Regions from separate parts of the Sus scrofa genome. Here region 2 is linked to region 1. Evidence: chromatin contacts called from public Hi-C data. All regions are on one chromosome and are shown on one strand. Each heading gives the region's core, a stretch centred on a gene start, on an enhancer-like site or on the middle of the called end of the contact. The rest is flanking DNA. Distances are from core to core; before and after follow the strand shown. Region 1 has its middle 8.6 kb from the start of SELPLG. Region 2 holds the start of ISCU (iron-sulfur cluster assembly enzyme ISCU, mitochondrial).

Evidence for each region. A called contact is a pair of places that touch in the nucleus more often than the background predicts.
Region 2: a Hi-C map of alveolar macrophages shows a contact between it and region 1, with 2.5 times the contacts expected there. The contact joins the promoter of ISCU here to the enhancer-like site in region 1. A contact is called at or near these places in 1 of 5 promoter capture datasets (fetal liver), 17 of 47 Hi-C or Micro-C datasets (alveolar macrophages, blood, embryonic fibroblasts and 9 more) and 2 of 2 datasets of contacts at active chromatin or transcription factors (alveolar macrophages and skeletal muscle).

What each region holds. Positions count from the first base shown.
Region 1 is chr14:42,147,129-42,153,023 of Sscrofa11.1, forward strand. No RefSeq gene overlaps it. Among named protein-coding and RNA genes, the nearest start is that of SELPLG, 8.6 kb to the right of the region's middle. Within about 2 kb of position 2,188, at least 5 of the 83 cell types and tissues checked have an H3K27ac peak or open chromatin away from gene starts, as enhancers often do. A contact at or near this core is called in alveolar macrophages and liver, where this site is marked.
Region 2 is chr14:42,219,711-42,225,605 of Sscrofa11.1, forward strand. It overlaps ISCU (iron-sulfur cluster assembly enzyme ISCU, mitochondrial), which reads right to left and starts at 2,860. Exons shown (of 6, transcript XM_003359136.3): 1 at 2,806-2,860; 2 at 2,733-2,803; 3 at 961-1,074; 4 at 1-101. The coding sequence starts at 2,845. It overlaps SART3 (squamous cell carcinoma antigen recognized by T-cells 3), which reads left to right and starts at 4,042. Exons shown (of 19, transcript XM_005670755.3): 1 at 4,042-4,586. The coding sequence starts at 4,272. LOC106507249 (a long non-coding RNA gene) reads left to right here. Exons shown (of 2, transcript XR_002338860.1): 2 at 844-1,573.

The DNA.
Region 1 (5,895 bases), core at 938-3,437:
ATTTGTCTTTCTCTTCGCTTAGTATGATAATCTCTAGGTCTATCCATGGGGTAACTTTTAAATTGACTTTTAGACTTTCCTATAGATGTCTTTATTCCCAGAAAGAAGTTATTAAAACTAATGTATGGGGGATAATAGATAACATTACATTAAAGCAGGCACCATGAATCAGTGGTGGGAAAGGAAATGATATGACATTAAGTGGCTGTGGGAGCAGGGACTCCTTAGCGCCAGCCACACCAGTGTCCATGCTTATTAATGGGGTGGATAGTTAAATGAAAGGAAACTTTTTTCTTTTCAAATTTAGAAGAAAAAAGTCCCTTTTAATCTACACTTCAGACTGGGGAAAAGATTTAAATCTCAAGGCAATGGAATAAATCACAAAGGAAAAGATAACTGGCTACATAAAAATCAAATCGCATATTCAATATGTTTGAGAAAGGAAAGCCAGGAATTCCCTTGTGGTGCAGCAGTTAAGGATCCAGCATTGTCACTGCAGTGGCTTGGGTCACTGCTATCGTGCAGGTTCAATCCCCAGCCAGGGAACTTCCATATGCCACAGGTTTGGCCAAAAAAGGAAGGCCGTGGAAACCAGGAAATAGGTTTTCAACCACTATAGTATGGGATAATATATTTTAGTGTGCTTAATCTCAGTTCTTGATGCCATCTCTGTTTCACCTCCCCAGTAGGGTGTGTCCAGTTTTAAGTCTGAGAGAGACTCAGTGTGCAGAAGCAACATTTCTCATCCCATCCCCCAGGCATATGGTCCCCCAGCAACTGGTTTAACAAACTTAGAAGTGGAAGGAGTTTATTAGGACACATCAGCCATAGTGTGTTTGCAAGTTTCTGGAATGGAGAAGTGGAGAGAGAGAAGTTACTCCAGATCCAAAGATCCTCAAGTATTAGGTGGCCACCATGCTTGGTAGACGGGTTGCAACATTGGGCAAGGTGTGTTGAGAGAGGCTAGTGGTATCTCTGAGATTCAGTGCAGTTTCACATTATTGCGTGGAAATGAAACTGGGAGAGAAAGTTGATTTCAGAGCCCAAGTTCATGAATGGGGGGGGGGGGAGTGTTAGCATGAGAAAGCCAGCTCCTGTGACAAAGAGCAGTGCTGATCCTGCTTCCCGAGGGAGCTGGGGTCAAAGGACCAGAGGTTAATCTCAAGCACTCAACTCAGGTGGTTGGGAGGCTGTTGAAAAAGCAGGTGAACAGATCTGTTACCAAAACCATTAGGTGCTGAGTTTGGGGGGTTTTTTGTTTTTGTTTTTGACTGGAGGCTCCCTGATGCTGATCTGAAAGACTAAATGTGTATTTTTGGAAAGGATGACGTGGTGGCTTTGGAGCAGCACTGGGGAGAAATGATTCAGAGAGAGGCCCAGCAGACGACTGGGGGTATCAGGGAAAGCTTTGGGTTGAAAGGGATGGGCAGTCAGTGTCTGAAAGGAGCAGAGCAAGGAGCTCCTCCAATGTCAGGTGCTCTGCACTTCACATATGAAGGACATACCTTCCCCAACTTCACAGCCAACTAGTGCAGGTGGTGCAGGTATAAAAGAGGCCACACACGATCTTGGGGACCCTGAGGTGCTGCAGAAGCTCAGGGGCAGGGCAGCCCTTGCCTTCATTATAGCCCTGCTGTCTCCTTACTCATTTCTAAATCACTACCACTCTCCCCCACCCCCCGGCCCACGGTTCCATTCTTCTTGGCATTCACTGGGGTAGACAGTTTTATTGTGAGATCATAAAGAACCTGAAGAACATCATAGTGGGGCAGATGAGCAAGTGCCCAGCCAGGAAAGGTGTTTGGACTGAAGCTCAGTCTGAGGGTTGAGAAATCATCCATCAGGTTTTTAGCAACAAAATCCAAACTTTGGGGCTCTAGTGACAAGGTCTGAGAACTGGGAAGTTGCCCCATAGATACAGGAAGTTGTTGCAGGTTCATTTCAGTGCCAAGATGATACTTAGGTTGTAGAAGGCAGATAGAGCACCTCATGGTTCACAAGCTGCCACCCTCCACTGCACTTCCCAGAGTGACAAGTGAGTTCTTACCACCCTGGCCAGTTTCTACTGGGGCAATGTGTTAAAATACCACGAGAGACCTCAAGGTGGAGTTTCCCATATAGGCATCTGAGCACCTGCCAGAAGCACCCCACCTCCTTGTAGAATGACTGGACCATTGTTTGAACAGCCTTGTCACTGTTTCCTCTACCCACACCCATCTGTTCCCCTTTTTGGTTCCAGAGTGATGGTGTTTTTTAGAACAGAATCTTTATAGATCGATCAGGGAGACATACATGGTTCCCCTCTTGTTTCCAGCTCTTAAGCTTCCTGTATGCCACTCCCCCTTGACTGACCCCCATCTCACCGCCCATAAGCAGGCTGTCCATCACTCACATTAGCTCTGGCTTCGAAATACGTCTGTATTCCAGCTGCTGCTCACATAGCCACTGTAACCCTGCCAGTTCATTCCCCCCGTCATCTCTGATAGGAACCGAGTTTCAAATTGTGTTGTCCAGAGAAACAGAACTAGTAAAGTGTGCATATATATGGCGAGAGACTCATAAGGAATGAGCTCACAAGAGTTTTGGAGGCCAAGTCCCAGTGTCTCCCATCAGCAAACTGGAGACCTGGGAGAGCCAGTGTTTCAGTTTGGATCCAAAGGCAGTGAAAAACCGGTAGCCGTCAGCCAAAGAGTTCCCTCTTGCTCCACCTTTTTGTTCTTGTTTGATCTTCAGCTGGTTTGGTGAGGCCCACTCACATTGGGGAGGGCCATCTGCTTTCCCCATTTCACCAGTTCAGATGTAAAGCTCACCCAGAAACACCCTCACAGACACACCCAGAATGATTGACACCCACCTAAACCTGGGTACCCTGTGGCCCGGGCAAGTTGACACTTAAAAGTTAACTATCACATTTTCCAAACCCAGCTTCCTGTTGTCTCCTGCTTTAGTCTGCTCTCAACACAGCAGCCAGGGTAACCTTTTAAAGTATTAAGGCAGGGGTGGGCAAAGGAAGGCCTGAGGGCCAAATCCAGCCTGTTGGAAATTTATGTATAGCCCAGATGCTAAGAAGAGTTTTTCCATTTTTAAATGACTGAGGAAAAAAAGAACAATGACAACTAAAAATTTTATCAAATCCAAGTTTTAGTGTCCATAAATATTGGAACACAGTGCTGCCCATCCATTTAAACAGCATCTAGGGCTGCTTTACTCCACACCCTTAAGAGTTGAGTTGAGTAGATGCAGCAGAAAAAACAAAACCTAAAATATTTATAAGCAAGCCCTTTAAGAAGAAACTGGCTGACTCCCGTATTTAGACTCACAACCCTCCATGGCGTTTCATCCCACTCAGAACAAAAGCTGTAAGATCCTTCCAGTAAGTTGAAACTGGCCCTGCCACCTTCCTGACCTCTCCTGATGTTGACTTGTGGTCAGGGGGCCTTCTGCCTCTGAGCTTTCACAGGTGCAGTTCTTCCCCCACCCCCAGTATCTGCAGGGCTCATAACACCTGCTACCACCAACTCTGTCAGCTCATTGAGTTTCTGTCTCTGCCAGATTGAATGAAGACAGGAACAGGAACTTGATTCTGTGGTATCCCTAGAATCACATATTGTGTGAATATTTGTTGAATGCATGAATTGAAAATATAAGCATTATCTGAGATAGGGGATACCTATTGGATTATCAGCATGACTGTACTTTGCTCCCAGAATATGACTCTCCCCTGTCCACCCCTGGTTGGGCTAATGAGCCGACTGCCTTCAGTGGTGTCAAATCTGGGATTTTCAGGGAGTTCCTGTTATGGTTTGGTGGGTTAAGAACCCAATATAGTGTCTGTAAGGATACAGGTTCAATCCCTGGCCTCTCTCAGTGTGTTAAGGATCCGGTGCTGCTGCAAGCTACAGTGTAGGTCATAGATGCAACTCAGATCTGGCGTGGCTGTGGCTGTGGTGTAGGCCAGCAGCTGCAGCTAGGATTCAACCCCTAGCCCAGGAACTTCCATATGCCACGGGTACAGCCCTAAAAAAAAAGTGGGGATTTTCAAAGGCCTGGGATTTAGGGATGCAGGGAGCAAGGAGGCAGGGCAGGTGGGCAGTGATGGAGAAGGGGCTCTGGGTCCCTTCTGTTCCCTAAGTCCATTCCTGAGGTTCAGCTGCATTTCTGACTTTAAATTCCATGAAGTACCCCAGGAATACTAAACTGGTTTGTGTTGTTTGCAACCAATACTCCATCATGCAGCTCTGGCTCTCCCTACCTAATCAGAGTCCTTTGAGATCTGAGGCCCAGAGTGCATCTCTGTACCTTTAGGGCCAAATCCAGGCCCAGTGCTTGGGGTGGCTTAAACGCATTGATTTCTTCAGCTGCTACACTCCTAAGGAAAACCACCGAGCCTGGAGGACCTTTCTCTCATCTTTTTTTGGGGGGTGGGGGGAGTCTCGGTGTACAGTGGCTTAGTCTGGGATCTCAGTTCCCAGACCAGGGATTGAACCTGGGCTGTGGTGGTGAAAGCATCAAATCCTAACCACTAGACCACCAGGGAACTCCCTGGAGCACCTTTCTAGATTAGATTGCTATCCGGCCTTCCAGGTCTGGGACCAGCTCCTGTGCCAGCCACTGAACGGCCTAAGCTGACCCAGTGAGCCTTGGAGAGCCCTTGTTCCCTCTGGGGCCTGACTCACTCTGCAGACTCCCATCCCAGAAGCCAGCTCCTGGGGCTGCCCAGAGTGGAGGCTAGAGTTGGACAGAACATGGTGTCCTGGCCATGGTCAGTTCCAGAGTGGCCAGTTTCCTCTTCAGATATTCATATTAGTGAATGGCAGCCAGTGAGCCCTTCCTTGTATCAGAGAGGGTGTGGAGGGAGGGGGTGGGGAGGCCAGGCATTTGGATGTGGTTCCCCCTTCTCTCCAGAGCTGGGTTTTTTTCATCAGAATGTCTCTGTTCTCTATTTTATGAGAACTTTGCTTTCACTTGAATAAAGCGTCCTGTGGTGGGTCAGTTTGAAAAATGCTGCACCAGCAGCTGACCTCCTGCTAGAGAAGCCACAGGCTTTGTGGTCTTTCCAACTTGGGCTGAGATCCACCTGGGCCCTTTCCTGAGCCCCCACTTCTTAGGAGGCAGAATGGCCACTTGGGGAAAATGGCCCATTTTCCTATGGTTTTTCCCATTTTCAGGGAAATGGGCATAGGGTCATAAAGGAAGTGGACCTCTTGTGGGGAGGGACTGCAGTGAGTGAGTCCCCAGCAGATTACAAAGATGACGATCAGATTTCAGCTACCCCTATCCTGTTGGGTACAATCCTTGCCCATCCACATATTTCCAGAATTCCACAAGCATTTCTTTTCTTTTCTTTTTTTCTTTCTTATTTTTCTCAGTAACTGACCACCTTATGTCAGTAAATACAGGCTGAAGCTAAGCTCTGCTGGCTTTGGGTACCTAATGCTTCCTCTCTTTGTCTCCATGGTATTAAGTTGCATAAGAACTGTTCCCCACCCCAACCCCCCACCCAAAAGCAACTAAGGAGCCAAATGCTCCTTATAGGCACCAAATGGCCTTTGGCTGCACCAGCCAAGCCATACAAGCAGTGCTAAGGCCACGGGGATGGGGGGCCTGCCGTCCTGCTGTCAACTCCAGCCCGTGGCAGCTGCAATCACTCTCATCCATGAGCTGACGGAAGCATGACCGCATTTAGCACACAGACGATCATTTAGGAAAGTCCATGGATGAGGAAGTTGCACAGTGTTTGGATATTAAATCCTTAGTTACCCAAGTGGAGGCACAAGGAGCCACGCCTTTCACTTTCGGATGGGGCTCTTCCAGCAGTAACAGGCTTAAGTTAAGTTCCAGGACCACATTTTTCCCAAAAGGCCTTGGTTCCCAGGCAAGAGCTCCACTGGACTC
Region 2 (5,895 bases), core at 1,610-4,109, 73 kb after region 1:
TTTACCCATTCGGTGGCTAATGAGCTGGAGGCAATTGCAGAACCGCAGCCAAATGTTTTAAACCTGGCGTCCACGATCTTCCCCTTGTCATCCACTTGAATCTAGCAAAGAGGCAGGTGTTAGCTGGTGACATGTCGGCCCATGGGGGGGCACGCACTCCCCAAATCCTCTGGTCCTGTTTCCGACACTTAAAAGTTTGGGCATTCATGACTGAGTTTCCTCCATTTCAAAGAGCTCGGTGATGAAAAGCTCAAAGCAGGAACTGCTACACACAGTCATACAGGTCTAGCTGGTAAAGATTAGCCGAAATTAATACCCCTCCTCCCCCCTCTCCTGATTTCTGGCTACAGCGGGCTCCTCCCAGCTGCTGGGTCAGCCTGCATCTTTAAGCACAAGAGAGTATGCAGTAAAGGTCTTTGGTTAGTGCTTTTTTCTCCAGCACTAAACTGCACCTAGGGGTTCCCTCCTGCCTTGTTTGTTTTCCAAGATAGGCAGGAAGACGTCTGGAGAGCTTCCCACCACCGTGAGGAAGGAGATGTGGAGGGGGTTATCCCTTGCCCCAAAGGGCAGGCCCTACCTGCGTGTTGTCACCAATGCGGGGGACATTTGATTTACTGCATTTCCTGTTTCTTTGGGGATTGCTTACCACACGGCCGTGCTTTTCCTTTGATCGGGAAAACTCACAAAAGCTTTTACTTAGCTACAGTTGGAATTTAGCTGATACTGGGAGTTCAAAAGTGAGACCAGTTTACTATGTCAGCAAGGGTCAGCGTAGTGTACCAGTAAGACTGGGATTCAGCCCCCGCTCAAATCATTCATATGTTGACTCCTCTCATCTCGCAGGAATCAAGATGGGGACCGAATGCAACGCTGCACGTGCAAACGCTCTGTCAACTAGGGAATACTGTACAAGTGATTGGATCACTGTTAACCACCAGTAAAGATGGAAACCAAGGGTACCTGTAATTTCATTACATCGCCACAGGCCGGAGCGCCCACCAATCCGGTTCCAACATTTTTAGCTGTCTTGTCAAGGGACCCCACGTTTCGGGGATTTTCATAATGATCAACAACCTGAAACGAGAGGGTGAAGAGAAATCACAATTACTCTTTTTTGGTATTGATCTCCCCGACTTTGATGGCACGTTTGAAGTCAGCAAACCGAACCCAGCAGGTGTCACGAAATACCAAGTTTTACCTGGGCGGGAAGGCTTATGCTCAGGTCAATGAGAACCACTGGCCACCCAAAGTCTTTGTGTGTCGCCTCTCCAATTACCTTCAGAGATTCATAATAAGGCAGAAAAATCTGCAAGATCTGGCTTTGTTCTGCAGGGTTTTGAACCACAAATAATTGACCTTTAACCACCTGAGGCATCAGAGTTGGGCTCAAACACCATTTTTTATCTCCATAAGATACATCTCAAAGGATCTATCAAAGCATAATACTTACCATTCAAAAATTGTAAAAGTAAGTATGGTCCAGAAATAAGTGTTTCCCAGAAGCTTCAAGGAGACTATTACAGGAGGGACAAGACTAGGAATGCGTCCACTTGTGGGCGATAATAAATAAAAACAGTCCTTTCACTGTATTTCAGGGCCCTGAACCCTCTGGTGCACAGTGCGCCCTGGTGGCTGCAAGGCTGAGAGCACCAATTCGTTCTGCGTGGACTGTCAACAACACACCCTCCTGAGCTGGGGAAGACAAGAACATGGGCAAATGCGTTGCAGCCAGAAGAGAAAAACAAAAAACAAACCCAAAACAAAGCAAAAAAGCTCAAACTGGCACATGGAAGGTTTTAAAAACTTTGAGGTCTGTTTACTAGTTAGCCGTAAGTATCCCAATCTTCCAGTCCCCTCCGCCCACTTATCTGTCCACGGATTTTGAGTCCAAGCCCTAGGACCTACAAGACAAAGTCCAGTCTAGACTTTCTGCCCCGTGTTGATCTGCTGCATTCTGTAGTTAACCGGTTCTAGAGTGAAAGAGTTTTACGTTTACGGACCTCACGCCCCTGGAATGTAAAGTCTTCAAACTACGCACCTATCTCTACTCACAGCTCCCCACCACCCCAAACAAAACTAAACAAAAATGAAAGCATTATGACTTGGTTACATGTCCATCCCCATTCGGAGGCTCTGAGCTCCTACAACAATAATAGCAGCAGCACCCTAAGTGGCCTCCCTGTGCCAGGCACCAAGCAGAGGAGGACCCCGCAGGCACGGTCTCGTGTAGGGGGACTGCTAAGAGCCCCCCCATATGATAAGTGGTAAAACAGGTTCAGCTCAGAGCAGTAACTTGCCCAAGGTCACCTGGCTAGAGCAGTGGCCTTAGGTGAGGCCGGAGCCCGCGCCATTCTGTGTGTGTCTGTCCCTGGAGTTCGGCTGTCAGGTCACAGCAGAACCCTGCTTGCTGGGCGGTTGGGAATTTTAAAGGCTTGGGTGCAAGAGATTAAAGACAGCGGCCGGGCCCACGGGCAGTCGCCGCTGGACGAGCCGAAACTGTCATTCTTATTTCAGGCGCCGTTAGTGCACTTGCGCATCGAGAGAAAGTTGGTCGAGGCGGACTCGTGCGAGGGGCGCCCCGTTTCCTGGGCCGCAGTGGCGTTCCCCGGGCCGCGCAAAGCCGGCCGGCCAGTCGTCCCTAGGCCAGGCCTTTGGTAGTACGCCTAAGTCCTCTCGGCGGTCCTAGTTCCCCGGCTGGTGCAGGCCCCGCGCACGCCCTCGCCCGCCCCTACCTTCTTGTGATAGAGCCGAGCCGGAGCTGACAGCTCCCGAGCAGGCAGGCGCGGGACCGGGAGCAGCAGGACGAAGCCGCCCGCCTTAGACGGCCGGCGCCAGCCGCCGCCATCTTGCGGACTTGCGCCTGCGCAGGCCGAACGCGAGACCGAGGGGAGGGGCTCGTGCACGAGTTGGCACCCGGCTTGGAGCGCGCCCCTCTAAAGTCCCGGCGACTTTGCGCCTGCGCCCTCCCGCTCGGTGCTTGAGTCCGCGCCTTGGCCCCGCCTTGACCACGCCCCTCCGAGTCCGGCGAGGCGTGGAGCCCAAAGGTCTGAATTCGCAGGACGGTTTTTCCTCCGTGCTGGGTTATGGGTCTGAGGGGCTTCAGGCTGGAGTTCCGGACGCAAATTTATGTTCACAAAGTCCACTGCCGGAATGCGGCACAGAGGATCAACCATTCCACCTTTCTTAGCCCTGTTTTGCTGCTTAGAATGTTGAGGGTCAGAGAGGTTTAGGAACTTGTCTGAGGTTGCCCTGAGAGTTAGACTCAGTTGGGATGCAAACTTGGACAATCCTCAACTAGAATCCCAGCTCTGCTCCTTACTGGCTGTGTGATCCTAGACGAATGACATCGTCCTTCTAAACCTTGATCTCTTGTGTACTAATTCAAGGACAACTATTTCACCCGTTGAGCAAGTATGTTTTGAATGTCCACTTTGTGTCGGGGTGTTTTGGGGATCCCAAACAAAAACAGACATAATTTCTGACATAATTAAGCTTGCTAACGAGAGAGAAAGGCAATAGACACAGCAAGACTTTCCTACCTCAAAAAATAGGAAGCTTAATTAAACGAATACTTTGTCCAAACTTAATAAAAATTTACGTTTATGTCTATTCCTTTATTAAAAAGCAAACACAATTTATATGACAAGGCCTGGCAATGAAGAGATTCTAAATAGATGCTTAATAATATGATTTATTAATGTTGGGTTACAGAACAGGAGCTTATAAAATGAAAACTCACGTGTGTGTCTAACTACTAGGCACCAGGCATTACATAAAGGGGAAATGAGTTTTTCTCATGAGTCGTGCAATTGATCCTTCCCTGAGGACTTGGACTTTTCTCTGCATGTGAGGCTCGGTTGCTGGGGAGACTGAACTACGCGCCAAGTCAGACCAGGCAGTAAGAGCCGTTTATGCCAAGAATCATTTTGACCTTCTCAAGATGGCGCCAAACACTGAACGTCGATCATCACGCTCTGTCCATGACTTCCTCTATGGCGTCCACTTCCTGTCTAAGGACCTAATTTCTGTCCCGAGTTGTGGCGGAACACATGCCCTGTTAGCGAGTTTTTTACCCTTAAGGAGAATTACTAAAAGCATATAAAGTGACATAGATTTGTTGTATTTCTAGATTTTTCCCTCATCTGAGGCTCACAGTTTCTCTTTAGGTGGCAAGAGAGGGGGATTTTGATCAGGCGCGCTCCGCGGGCAGCTCCTATTTCAGAGGGTCTTTGGCGGCTGAGTGAGGACCCAGGAGGCACTGGAAGCGCAAGATGGCGACGGCGGCCGCAGCATCGGCTTCGGAAGCGGAGGCAGAGCCAAAGGCCGGGCCCAAGGCCGAGGGAGAAGAAGATGAGGCTAAGGCGGCCAGGACGAGGAGGAAGGTGTTATCGCGGGCTGTGGCTGCTGCGACGTACAAGACCATCGGGCCAGAGTGGGACCAGCAGGAGGAAGGCGTGAGTGAGAGCGATGGAGATGAGGAGTACGCCATGGCTTCCTCAGCCGAGAGCTCCCCCGGGGAGTACGAGTGGGAGTACGACGAAGAGGAGGAGAAGAACCAGCTGGAGATCGAGCGACTGGAGGAGCAGGTGGGCCGCGGGGTGGGCGGCGGGCTTCTTTCCTTGGGTCCCTAGGCCCCGGCCCGCCTCCCCGGTCTTCGGCGGGAATAAAGCCGCCAAGGCCGCCAAACCAGACCTTCAAGCGCTTACCGCTCGATCGGAGCTTTGCAACCGTTATCCCGTTGAACCCTCACACGACCCGGTGAAGGAAGTAGCGTATTTCCCGTTTTACGGGAGGAAACTGAGGCTCCTGGTGGAGGGAATTCTCTTGCTCAAGAATACACTTCCTGCAGGTGGCGGGTCAGGCCTTGAACTTCGAATCGACTCCAGAACTCCCACTCTTAGCCACACTGTTAAACTGTGTCCAGCAGTAGAAATAAATTTGTCTTCTTAAGAGAGAATTATTTGTCTGTAGGAATGACAATGATAGGCTGTGGCGTGGTAGGGAAAATAGCGACTGTGACGGTGGTAATAGAAATGGAGAGGTAGAGATTTTAGCGTCTGGAGGCCAAGACCCAGATCTGGCTCTTACACACCTGCATATGTTTGGACCAGTTTCTTAATTTCCCTGAGCCTCCGCTTCCTCTTCTGTAAATTGGGAGAAAGGATTCGCACACATTGAATTGTCATAACGGTAATTAGTGCCTAGGGCTTGGTGTTAGCAGTTACCTTATGAGATGCAGGTGGCAGTATCTTCTGTGTAATCCAGGATCGCAGCCGGAGGATCCCAGGTGGCACGTTCAAATTAGGATGGTGTGAGAAAGGTCAATAAAGGGACTACTGTGTCTAGGTCAGGAGTGATGGTTCAGTATCTCAGGGCTAGTAACAGCAGGACCTTTAGTGTTCTCCTTTAGGCTGGAAGAGGTGAGGGGAGTGGCCAGTTTTCCAGGATGGTTGTGTAGAGAGGGCACCTGAGAGGTCAGAGGGTGCAGCCCCAGTTTCCCATCAGGGATTAAGGTGAAGGAGGAAATACCCTGAATGCCTCTCTTCCTCTCTCCAGACAACCTGCTGGTGCTTTATGCTGAGAACAAGAGAGCCAGAAAACTTATCCGTGTGCTCCGTACAGTGGGGCCCAGGACAGGGAGAGAGAAGATGGAGTGGATTTGGAGGGTCAAACAGAGGGAGATGGAGCACATTTTCTTTCTACAGATGAGGAAACCGAGGTGCAGGAGGAATGATGAAATGATTTGCCCAGCACCACTCAGGAGGGGATTTGAACTTTTCAAGGTTGTCTGTGGACCAGGTGCCACCTGGATATGGAATTGCTTAGCGATGTGAAATTGTTAGCCGGGGTTTCTCACCTAATCTCTCTGGGTGTGAGATTTCTTAAAATGTCCTC